Linked DNA regions of Mus musculus: region 1 is linked to region 2. The links are chromatin contacts, called in public Hi-C maps. All regions are on one chromosome and are shown on one strand. The core of a region is the stretch at or near the end of the contact, and the rest is flanking DNA. Distances in the headings are between cores, read along the strand shown.

Region 1 (5,964 bases), core at 1,644-4,143, 360 kb after region 2:
ACACACACACACACACACACACACACACACACACACACACACACACAAACTGTGATCTCAGAGGCTGTCCTGGTGGAGCTGGCCACTGTCATGATTTGTCATGACCTCCTTTTGCAGTCCTACCTTTGGGCTGCAGTCTCTAGGGAAGTACTGGGTGTCTATTGAAGTGTCATCCCACAATCTTCCTGGCACCAGACATGGGCTCTCTTAGAGTCTTGTTCTTCCTCTGTTCTGCTCCTGGTACTTCTAAGACTTGGAATAGGATGATAATAGATTATTTTGGTATTGATTTTGGGTTATGGATGAGTCATTTCATAGGATAACCTACTTTATATGAACCAGTTTGGAGAGTGTTGTTGAATTATCTAGGATCATGTTAGAAACTTTGTAAAATATAAAAGATGGATAGCATAAAGCATTCCTTAGGTAGCTAGCTTTCAGCTGTGGAAGCTAGGTTGTATAGGAAGGAACTAATTAGAATAAGGAACGCATGCATGCTCTATTTCCAGTTAGTATAGAATGTGCACTCTAGTTCCTAGCAAGGCCATCATCTTGCATAGTTTGGATCTTGATTTTAAAAGTCACGAATAAGGAGGAGTTCAGGGCTACTAGAATTCAGAAGTGGGCATCGGGAGGGTCTTCAGTATCTAAGGAAGGCTTCCCAACAAAGACTTAGGTGGATTTCTGAGGCCCAGTGGCCACTGAATGAGCAGAGAGAACTCAAGGAGGTCAGCCAAAGCCAGGTAATCATAGAGTCACAAAAGTGAGGGGAGAGTGACAGACAACAGAAGAGAGGGCACTCTTGGCAGCGCAAGAACTCTAATTGGTCGATAGAGATGATATGTTAAACAATGACCAGTGTGTTTACAATACCTTCACTGCTAAGCAGGGGGTACTTGAACAGGATTCTGTAATCTATCATGCCCATTTCCCCTTACAGAAAACTACCAATGATGACACGGTGTGATAGATTCCCGTAAGCCACTCAGAGGTTTTCAACGGCTTTCGATTTTTTTCAACTATGTTTCGATACATGTTAGAGAGAATTCATGGTTGTGAGGCAAGTTTACAAATTTTTCATTCTGTACTTATTTAATTTAATACATATAGATTAGTCAGCTTTATACTCCTAGGCAGTAGAGCAATCTGTGATGGGGACACGGCCTTCAGGGAGCTTCTATTCTTTAGAGGTTATTGACTCATAAATGCTCTGACACAGGAAAGTCCTGGATGGAGAATGCCAGCTAAATGGACTTGACAGTTAGCAAAGGGAGGGACTCAAATTGGAAACTGAGGGGAGTAGCGTCATCACCAACCTGAAGAGATGCAGGCTAGTGCTTGAAGCAGAAGGTAATAATAGCTCAGTCAAAGCACTGGGTGCGGCAGCCATGGCCAAGGGCTTATGCCTGCTTTCTGGACTGTTGCCATAAACAATAGGGACTCAGTATGGAAGGAAAGTCAGGACTGCACTGGGCTGTGAAGCTGTTTGTGCTTAGTAGCGATGCTGTTATTTGAAAAGGAGTATGGGAAAAGCCATCCAGTAAAGGGACTTGGGAACCAAAAGGCAAACTTAGCACCCTTTTTGATAAACTAACCAGTCTGAGAGGGCATTTAGAGCAGATGATATGTTCAATAAGCCAGCAATTTGGTTTGAAAGAGAAGACCCAAACTTCCTCAGGGACGGCGACTCCCCTGCCGCGTGCCCACAGCAAGGAGTCGAGCAAACATTGCTCTGGGAGCAAATGCGGAGTGCTTTCCAGAGAACAGGTTTCTCTTTGGGGTATAATTATTTGGCCCACTTAATAGAAGTCGCAAGCAGGCCAGCCCTTGAAAAATAGGGCTCGTTCCTCGTTTTAGCAGAGCTTGAACAAAGGGAAACTTAAAATCAATTAGAGGGAAAGAGGAAGCCTATTTCTGTCCTTCTGGAGACAAAAGATGAAGCACAATTGGTTAAAATTCAGAGGACTAAAAATCTCTTGGGCGGTTGGGGGAAGTATTGGAGAGCTGCAGAGGAGACACAGATCCAAACGCAGGCTCGAGCTGCCATCTAGTGTTGGGACGGCTGCTGGCACGCCAGGCCCAGCTGCTGTTTCTGCCTGCCGGCTCAAGGCTCTTGGGTTTCAGAAAGATGCATCAAATTACTATTTATTATTATTGTTATGCCTATTGTTATTAAATAATTACTAAGTTAAACAGGGAGTTTAACACTTCTTGTCTCCCAGGAATTAATTTTCCTCCTGACAGCACGCAGTCCTCAGTATTCAGTTGCCTCTTGTTTGAAGGAACAAGGTTTAATCCTTTGGCAATCTAACTAGGAGCCAGCTCAGCTCCGAGGGAACCACAGTTTGACCTTTGCAATCGTGTTGGAAGGTGGCAGTCTGGATCATTAACCTTGTGAAAGGTCCTGGTGTATCTATAGGCTCAAGCCTCCTCCTGAAGGGAGATTTCATGGTGAAATGCTGTTATAGAGCCTGTAGAGTAGTTTTGTCTCCTCACCAGACTCTTGTTTTATTGAATTGAGGTCTCTCATATTGGGAAGATAATTGGCAATTCAACAAATTACCTTTATTTAATTAAACAACTAATTTACTGCCAATCTGATATTGATTAGAGGCCCTGGCTGCCAATTACTTGTCCCACCCCTGCCCTGTTACTGGAAATTACAAACCTTAACCAGGCTTAGCTAATATTGTTTGTAGCCTAAAGATGGGAGCTTTGATGTTCCACAGCTGCTGGGTCTCTATCTCACTGCGGCGAAGCAGGCAGCGCCTGTGAGGCTCTGGAGATGCTTAACGTGGCCTGCCAACTCCCACGCCCACTCTGAAGCGTGGCTCTGGAGCCCCTGACCTAGATGGCTGACTCAGAGTGACTGCAGCGTCCTCCTGTGCCCCAGCCTCTGCTCTCAGCAGCAGGTCTTTTCAAACAGAGCTGTAGCGTGAGTAAACAGCCCTGAGAGGAGCCATCTGCTCGGTTCCCATTTGGACATGAAAGCGAACCTGATCTTACAGACCTTTCCAGACACCCGGTGGCCCCGCGATCTCCCCCCATCTAGTCACTGCAATACTTTACTCTTTTGTAAGGTGGGAATACAGGCATGCTTTCCCTCTACCTTTTTAAAGCCGACAGAGGAAAATAATCCTTAGAATTAAAGCTGTCCTTTGTTGTGCTGTGACATCCTCGTGACAGGTGGTGGCATATGAAAGGCTGAGGGACTGGGCAGGGGATGGAGTGAAACACATTCCTCAACCACAGGGCAGGATCAGGGGACATTGCTGTGAAAGCCCTACTCTGAATCTTCTCTTAAGGCGGGGCAGATCGACAGGGGAATAAACAAAGGAAAAATTCAGACGTTATATGTGTTTCTATTGTGGGTGCTGGAGTTGTCTGGCGTAAAGAAGAATTAAGGGATGGGGAGACCTCTCTTAGCCATTTGATGAACATTCTTCTATTTTCCTAAACATCCATGTCACCTTTAGGCCACTCTTATGTTCTTCTCATCTTCCTGTCCAGTGCCCAGAAAAACACAAACACAATTTAGGAAGCTTCCAGTTCAGTGCTCAGTACAAACAAGGCATGCAGCAAAGGCTTAGCCCATGGTAGGTGGGCAAGAATTTTTTAACTGAATCAGTGCATTAAAGTATGCGTGTCAGAATGTTTGATGAGACGAATAGTTGACTGTATCAATAAATCAGGAAAGAGAGTAACATTTATCTAGTGCTTAATCAGAACAAAGGGTTGTTCTAGCCAAGTCGTCTCCTTGGAAAAGACTATTGTAAAGATCTCCCGACAGAAGTGGAATCAGTCCAGAAGGCTGTGGAACTGACAGACAGCCATGTCCTCTCCTCAAGGTCTTTCTCTTTCCTGTTTGTCTGCTTTGCTCTCCTCTTTCTGCACCAGTCTTTCTTAAGCTCCACTCCACATACTTTCTGTCTGTTCATAAATTATGCCTGGCTAAGACTTTGCTGCTTGCCACAGCAGCAAAATGGACGTTAGCTTCTTTTGACTTTCTTGTTCATTGTTAAATATCGCATTGTCCCCCTTTCTAAATATATATTCCAGAAAGAAGAACTTCATAGGCCAAGCTTGCCAATGTATTTACTTTTGAGCCAGGCCATTTGGTCTTGGCTGCCAGCTCGTCTACGGAGCACTTGCTTGTGTTGGGCTCATTATTATGGGTAAGTAGAAAGTAGGAATGCAGGTCACCTACATGACACTCAGACATCAAGAATTGTGAGAGGACAGGCTCTCTTTGGAGGGGATACACAAACTGTAAACATATCTAGAAACCCAGGGCGTAGTACTTAGCAATAGATGAAGGGCCAAGGAAGCAGTGTGCGCATCACTTTGAGGGGTTCTGCGCAGGAACTGCTTGGTGGAGGTGACTGAACACGGGGCATCTCAGATCTGCCTGATGACTCTGGGGCATCATTATGCTGGCTGCAAAGCTTATGCTTCTCCGAGCTCTGCTCTCTCCCGTTTACTTTTCACCATTGTGAAGCATTTCATCAAGAAGAACCAGTGGCTCGTAGCACTAGCAGGAAATGTGCCACCAAGATAGGAACTGGGGACCACTTCAGGAAAGCTAGCCACGAACGGAAGGAGCAGCAATAGCAAAAATATTGGTCAGATGGAAGGTGGCTTTGACTGGAGGGACTGCTGTATGTAGGTCTCGGAGCACAGTGTGGTGTTAATGGCTTGAGAATGTCTGATGAGATCAGCATGACTGAAAAAAAATAGGGATTTGGCCTCAGTATGTGAGGGATAAAATTTACTTACACACACAACACAACACATACACACACACACACACACACACACACACACACACACACGCGCGCACACACACACAAACATGCAACTTCTGGCCTCCCTTCTGCATCACATGTCTGGATGTTTTTCTTTTTTAACAGGGATGGTTATACTTGAACCTATTCTCAAGAGAAGATATTTCACATGGAAAAAAAAAACAGCTAAAAAAAAACCCTCAAAACCCCCAAACTTTGGATACCATAGGATGCTAGATTCAGGTAGAAGGACACATGTACTCACCCATAGTTTTGCATTATTTTGTCCTGATGATGATCATGACATCATCATGAGAAAGTGCTATTTTAGGCTTTTAATTTTTGTTTGTCTGTTTTGATAGCTTAGAAAGCCAAGGCTCAAGTAGAGAAGAGATACCTGCTTGAAGGGCAGGTCCTGGTTTAAAAGCTCAAAATTTATTCCCAATTCCTCTCAAGAGGGGAAGAGAAGTAAATAAAAACACTGTTCTCTCTCTCTCTCTCTCTCTCTCTCTCTCTCTCTCTCTCTCTCTCTCTTTCTTTCTTTCTTTCTTTCGGTCCAATCTGGTTCAGGGGTTCAGGAACTGGAAACATTTCTAAAGACTACTATTGTTTGGTGCAGTTTCAGGTTGACAGATAGCGACTTCCAAGTCCCTCATGCTGGCTGGCTAACCTAGGGAATTCTAACACTGTAACAACTGAGATGTATAGAGGCCAGGACCCGAGGGTGGTTACTCACGCTGCAGAGCTTTGTGGACCTTGGATCAGTTTCTTTCAAGAATGGTCACTGTCTTAATTAGGGTTTTACTGCTGTGTACAAACACCATGACCAAGGCAACTCTTTTTTTTTTTTAAAGATTTATTTATTATATGTAAGTACACTGTAGCTGTCTTCAGATGCACCAGAAGAGGGCATCAGATCTCATTACATTATGGATAGTTATGAGCCACCATTTGGTTGCTGGGATTTGAACTCAGGACCCTCGGAAGAGCAGTCAGTGCTCTTAACCACTGAGCCATCTTTCCACACCCCCCCCTCCAGGCAATTCTTATAAAGAACACCGTTTAATTGGGGCTAGCTTACAGTTGCAGAGGTTCAGTCCATTATCATCAGGGTGGAAACATGGCATGGTCTAGGCAGGCATGGTTCATGAGAAGCTGAGAGTTCTACATCTTCATCTGA
Region 2 (6,006 bases), core at 2,907-5,406:
ACACTAATTTACCCTTTAAACAATTTCACAGGGAAAGCAGAAAGCCTCTCTTTCAGAGTCCCAACAATACAGAGGATAAAACCATAATTTGAGGATTTTTAGTTGATAGGGCAAGTTAGGATAATATGCATGGCTATTACAATGGTTGCTCTGGAAAGACAGAAATTACAGACAGGCTCACTGGTGACCTCAAAGCTACACAAAGGCTGTGTTGTTTTGTATGTTTAATATAGAACGCCTGGGTAGACGTGAAGACATGAATTATATAAGGAAACGTTTTTGTGTAGTAAATTTAAAATTATTACACAACTGTATAGAAATACATCAAATTGTAACCTCCCATGCTGTTAAAGAGGGTCCTTAGCTTGATACTTAAATACAGATGTACCAAGTCCCTTTGTAAAAACAAAAGAAAAAATTGATCTCAGCAGACAGACAGAAGGACTGTTATGAAAGTACCTTTGCATCTAAACAGTGCGCTCTTTGGCTCTGTGAAATCTAGCTGTATTATTTAGCATTCTGGTCACCCTTAGGTTTCCATATTGTTGCCCTTCAAGGCCTTTATGATGGATTATGGGAGACGATGCTACCTGAATCATGGTGTTACTCACGAAGAACATGGAAAACCCTGGTCTCCAGTCCTTTGTTCCTTTCATAATTCCAAGGTTTTCATTGTCCTTACTAGTTTATATTGAATGATAACTACAAATCTGATAAATAATTGAAGTTCAGTTCAAAACTGATTGCTTAAGAAAATAACCCTTGGCCAGGAATGGTGGCACACATCCATAAACCCAGCACCTGGAAGTCTGAGGCAGATCTGAGTACCTACGTTACACAGTACGACAGTCAGTGTCGAGAGGGAAACTCTTTCAGCCAACTGATTATTTCCTCCGTCTGGTCATTTTACAGTACAAGTCTGCTGGTACTTCTTCCCATCAGAAAGGAAAAATCACAAGTAAGACTTGGTAGGAATGTAAGAGAAGCTGCTTGTGGCTCTGACACCTCTTCGGAAAGGAAGACGGACTGAAGCAGTCCCTCAGTGCCAGGCCCAGCATGTGTGTGTGAGCTCCTGGGCTCAGTCCTTGGGACTGTAGAACTAAAAAGGAGCAAGACATTGGGGAAGTCAGGGAGATAGATCAACATTAAGTCCAGAAAGGCAACAATTTGTTCTGGGACATCTCAATCAGTATGATCTTGCCAACTGGTTAGCTAAGACAAACAGTCACACTAAAGGAAATTGCATAGTCACTGCTCTTTCTAACAGTAGAAGTCAGATGTGCTAACCCTGGTCCAATACTCTCACTAACTCAAGTCTTCGGGAAGTCTCCATCTGAACAAGGGAGGGCCGAGCAGTAAAGAGAAGCGCCTCTTCCTGCTCCTGAACAAGTAAGTCTCTTGGAATCCAGTACAGTAAGCAACGTCAAACTAAACCTCAGCAACTTCTCCCTAGCATTTACCCTACCACGGCCCAAATGACAACAGTGATCGTCCTGATGGTTTTCAGCAGGGACTTGGGGGGTGGGGGTGGGGGGGCAGTGAACAGTGCATGCTGTTGCATTTACTCTAGTAACCTCAAAGTGTTTCTCAGTCATTTTTCCTTATTTCACAGGAAAGTATACAAAAAAGTTTGCATTATTTAAAAAAAAAAAGACTTCCATTAGGCAGGGTCACTCACCTGCTAGCAAGACTGAGCAATTCGTGCTTATCCGCCACAGCTGACTTCTTCTCAAGTTCCCACATAAGGACATTGATCAGATGTGAGTTTTTAATTACAATCGGCACTTCTTCAAACATGTGCTCAAAGGTGATGCTTGCCTTTTTCAATCTGTGAAGCATGTTAAAAATACCTGAGGCCAGTGGTCAGAACAGAATGCTAAATTGAGTAGTTCATACATTTTACCCAATTATAGGCACCCTCCATAGGCTCTGTTTCATTAGTGCTTTTAACGGCTTGGGGGTGGGGAGTGATTGCCAAACCCAAGTCCATTTGAGTAACTTTGAAAGTGGTATGAATCTGAGCTGAAAGGCCAGAAAATAAGGGACAAAGTACAACAAACAAATGGAGAAAAATCCCTGCTTATTCTTTACAGTCAGGAATTCTTAACTTTTCAGTGACTCTGACATTGCCACTGTGAGGTACTTGATAGAATGCACACTTAAAGGAGCTGCAAAGGGCAGCGCCCTCCACACCACAGAAGGGTGCTTCCAAGAGAGCAGTCACAGGAGCCTTACACTGGCAGAGCACAGGCGGAGCACAGCTTCTCTTAGCCTGGCTACAGCTCCATACTTAGAGCTTCGAGACTCAGCTTGTCTTCTAAGAATCTACACATTTTTAGGAGTCAGTGGGAAACTAGTCCAACATGAAGTTTCATATGAAATAAAAAAACTTCACAATTACAGAAGAATTGTAAATATTTTTTTTGAAAAAAATATTCCCATACTACGAAGCCAGATCACAGAACAGTTAATTACCCCCTAAGTTTCTAATAAGCCACTTTTTGCCCTCTGAATCCCTGAACTGTTTCTATGTATCTAAGAGGACAGACACGGGGTGCAGGAGCAGGCTGCAGCTTGCAGTCTGGTAGTGGCTAGCCACTCTTCCCCCGTCCCTGCACTCTACCACCTATGACGTGCTTGGTACACGGGCTAGTTAATTCCCACTAACTGCACCCAGCGGAGTGAAAAGCGCAGACGAGACTTTCCTACAGAGCTTCACCTCGGAGGAGGAGAGATCAAGTGGTACCTGCCTGCTGCAGAAACCGTCCACCACCCACACAGCACTACCACAGCCCAGCCAAGGACTCAGGACACGGCGGGGCAAACTGAAATTCGTAAAAAAACACACACACAAAACAACCCGAAGTCGTTTACCACATGCCTCACGGGCCTGCAACACTTACGCTTCAGGGGAAAAGTCCTTCTCTTTACAAACTTCCATCAGTTTAGGAGTCAGTCTGTACGCCTTCAGCGAGAGAGATCCTTGGGCAGTTTTTATGGGATCTCAAAAAAGGAAAAGAGAAAGCTATTACTGAGAATGTTGTCACTAGCGCTCATATAGTACTAGTTCTGGGCACACTGCTACTAATCACACAGCTTTGAAATATGAAGACCAAATTAAATAATCAGAACATAATCTGAAGCTGATTAAAACCAGAATACAGTCAAAATCTAGCTAGGATACCTTCAAATCCATCCCTCAAGCAGAACCAGTAAACTTGTTGAAAATTAAATATATGATTAATTCTACAGATTTTGTGTAAATAAGAGAAAAATACTCATGAATATTAAGCATAGAAAAATCTCTGTGAATACTTCTATAGCCCTTCAATCAATAAATTGAAAAGGAATAGCCCTGGGAACAAAATGTATCCATCCCAGTGAGCACTGTTCACAGTTCTTCATTAAAGCAGATTGTAAAAACCAAACCACTAAGTCAAAGTGCTATCGCAAAGTGTCGTTATAGTTTTAGGGAAATAAGTTTTGTCAAAACTGACTGCTTAAACACTCCACAAGGAAGGGAGCTTAGCACTTGCTGCATGATAACTGCTCTGGAGAGCCAATGTTCGCCTAAAACCTGTGTTAACATTCATGTTGTCTGAAATTCAACACAGTGAAACTTTTAGCAATAGGTGATAAAATGAAAACCAAAATAGATTGAAGCAAGTGGAAAATTCATCAAGGTCTGATGATGCAATGTTTCCAGCCAATATAAGTGCACTTTAACAACTTGTTCTCTCTGTAATCCAATTGCTAACACACTGAAACAATTTCGGGGCAGCTCATAAGATTGATCGTATTCATTAGTATTTTTTCTGACAGATACTCAGGACGTTACATTTACTTCTCAGCTGGAAACTATATGCGAGTCTGCCAGATATGGCAAACTGTGAGTGTTTGGGGAGGGGGAGGCTATAAAGCTGTTAAATTGCCTACGGTTCTGATACAGCACAGAACATCTGGTCTGGAGAGCTTGAGGAAACACCATTAAATAGGCCGAAAAGAAAAAAATCTTTGTGCGAAGAAACAGTCCAGGTTTTGTACGCTGCTGTCAGAGGTTAAAAAAAAGAAGAAAAAGAAGAAAAGGGGAAGAGAGAGAGAGAGAGAGAGAGAGAACTTGGCATGCGGTATTATGATTGGTCAGTCATGTATAGAACCAGACACTCCAGCAATGGGAGAGTTTGTTAGACATCTGGTCTCATTCCACCAGCTCCTGCAAGGAGGGAGGGAGAGGGGGGAAAAAACGAAGCAGCTACTCCAGCATTCCAAAACGTACACATCAGGGCTCTGATAGCAAGAAAAATAAACAGAAAGAAGGAAACCCTGTCTAGACTTAGCTGCTGCTGAGGCTGCTGCAGCGCGGGGCTGATGTTTACTTGAGAAGGCCTGCCAGGCTGCTCCAAGAGGCAGAAAGACAGAAAGCAAAAATAGTAGTAATAATATTAAGGGAGGAAAAGAATAATAAAGGAGCCTCCTACTAACCATAAATGAGGACGACAGACTCTTCAATGGCGTGCTGGTAGCTGAACTGAGAATCCAGAAGCGCCCGGGTAACGAAGGAGCCGTAATATGTGGACTGATACCAGCCCACGTGGAGGTGATCAATGTTGACATGGCGAAGGCTGCGCATCATCTCCATCTGATACTGTACTGGAGGATAGATTAGAAAGGAATTAAAAAAAAAACCAAAAACCCAAGCATGTAATGATGCCACCAACATTAGCTATTGGTTAATTATATCCATTTTACACACACACATACCCACACACACATATACACACCACCACCAATAACAACAACAAAGTTTTCAAATCACTTCAAATAATTGGTCTTTTCCATTTTCTCTTTAACAAAATTCCATTTTGTTTTTAAAAGGTATTAAAAACACAATTTTAATGACTTGTTCTAAATAAGGAATTATCAACTGTTGTCCCTACTTCTCTATCCTAAAACTCCAAAGAACAGTAAATGTGTAAGGAAAAGGTGTACAACTATTAGACTGTGATCGTTTGGTCTGAATTAAGTTAGTTATTGTCTCCTTCACACATAGTGTTTGGAACTAAGAACTAAATCCATCAAGAAAACAATGAAGGGGAAACAATGACCACGTCACTTACATACGAACCAGACACAGGCTACAGCTAATTCAACAGAAGAATCCATTTTTGCCTTCATCTAGTGCCCCCTACTGCATAGACTGCATTATTTTCAAAAGCATTCTCTTCTCTTTGCACCTGCTTGTGTTAACAGAGGGTAGTCTATACTAGACCGGCTGTACTAAGCACCATGCGGACAACGGAAAGGTCTGATGACTTGCCTCCTGTTGAGTTAATGACTATATTATTCATTTAAAGCAACATTACTAGAAAAAGAGGTATAAATTCATAAATAGATAGGTATAAATTCATAATAGATGACATTAAAAAGCAATACAAGACTGGAGAAATGGCTCAAAGGTTAAGGGAACTGAGTTTAGTTCCCAGCATCTATGTCAGCTGGCTCTCAACTACCTGCATGCAACTACACTTCTTGTGGACTAGACACCCTCAGCAAGCAAGCACACACACACACACACACACACCCAAGAAACACACTTATACATGCATGCACACACATGTAAGTAAATGAATCTTTTAAAATAAGCACCATAGCCTAACAATGTGCATCAAACACAAAATAAAGTGGAAAGTTTTATAGTCAACTCACTACCTCAGCTATTTCTATAATGAAGAATGGACGCAGGGCTGCATAGATTAGCCACCCAGCTTAACTAGATCTGATAACTTTTTAAAAATAATACAAGAATTTTCAAAATTTCAAAAGCAAACAGGACTCAGATTACAATGTTTTTCAACACGTTATTGGACAAAGAAATTATATTTTATTTCAAGGCCTAGAAGATCATTGCAAACTCTTCACCTACTGAAAAACTGTCAAAAGAAAAGCCCCAAAGTGCTCTTATTACACCTGGAAGGGGCACATTTCAACTCCACAGGAAATGTGACA

The links. A called contact is a pair of places that touch in the nucleus more often than the background predicts.
Region 1: a contact with region 2 is called in a Hi-C map of uterus, with 6 times the contacts expected there. The contact joins two enhancer-like sites. A contact is called at or near these places in 2 of 484 Hi-C or Micro-C datasets (cerebellar granule neurons and uterus), 2 of 115 datasets of contacts at active chromatin or transcription factors (embryonic stem cells and extraembryonic endoderm stem cells) and 2 of 9 other capture datasets (adipose tissue and embryonic stem cells).

The regions. Positions count from the first base shown.
Region 1 is chr15:52,158,903-52,164,866 of GRCm38.p6, forward strand. No RefSeq gene overlaps it. Among named protein-coding and RNA genes, the nearest start is that of Aard, 120 kb to the left of the region's middle. Within about 2 kb of position 2,894, at least 73 of the 459 cell types and tissues checked have an H3K27ac peak or open chromatin away from gene starts, as enhancers often do. A contact at or near this core is called in uterus, where this site is marked.
Region 2 is chr15:51,794,710-51,800,715 of GRCm38.p6, forward strand. It overlaps Eif3h (eukaryotic translation initiation factor 3, subunit H), which reads right to left. Exons shown (of 8, transcript NM_080635.1): 3 at 4,483-4,650; 4 at 2,904-3,003; 5 at 1,679-1,828. Among named protein-coding and RNA genes, the nearest start is that of Gm41320, 23 kb to the left of the region's middle. Within about 2 kb of position 4,157, at least 92 of the 459 cell types and tissues checked have an H3K27ac peak or open chromatin away from gene starts, as enhancers often do. A contact at or near this core is called in uterus, where this site is marked.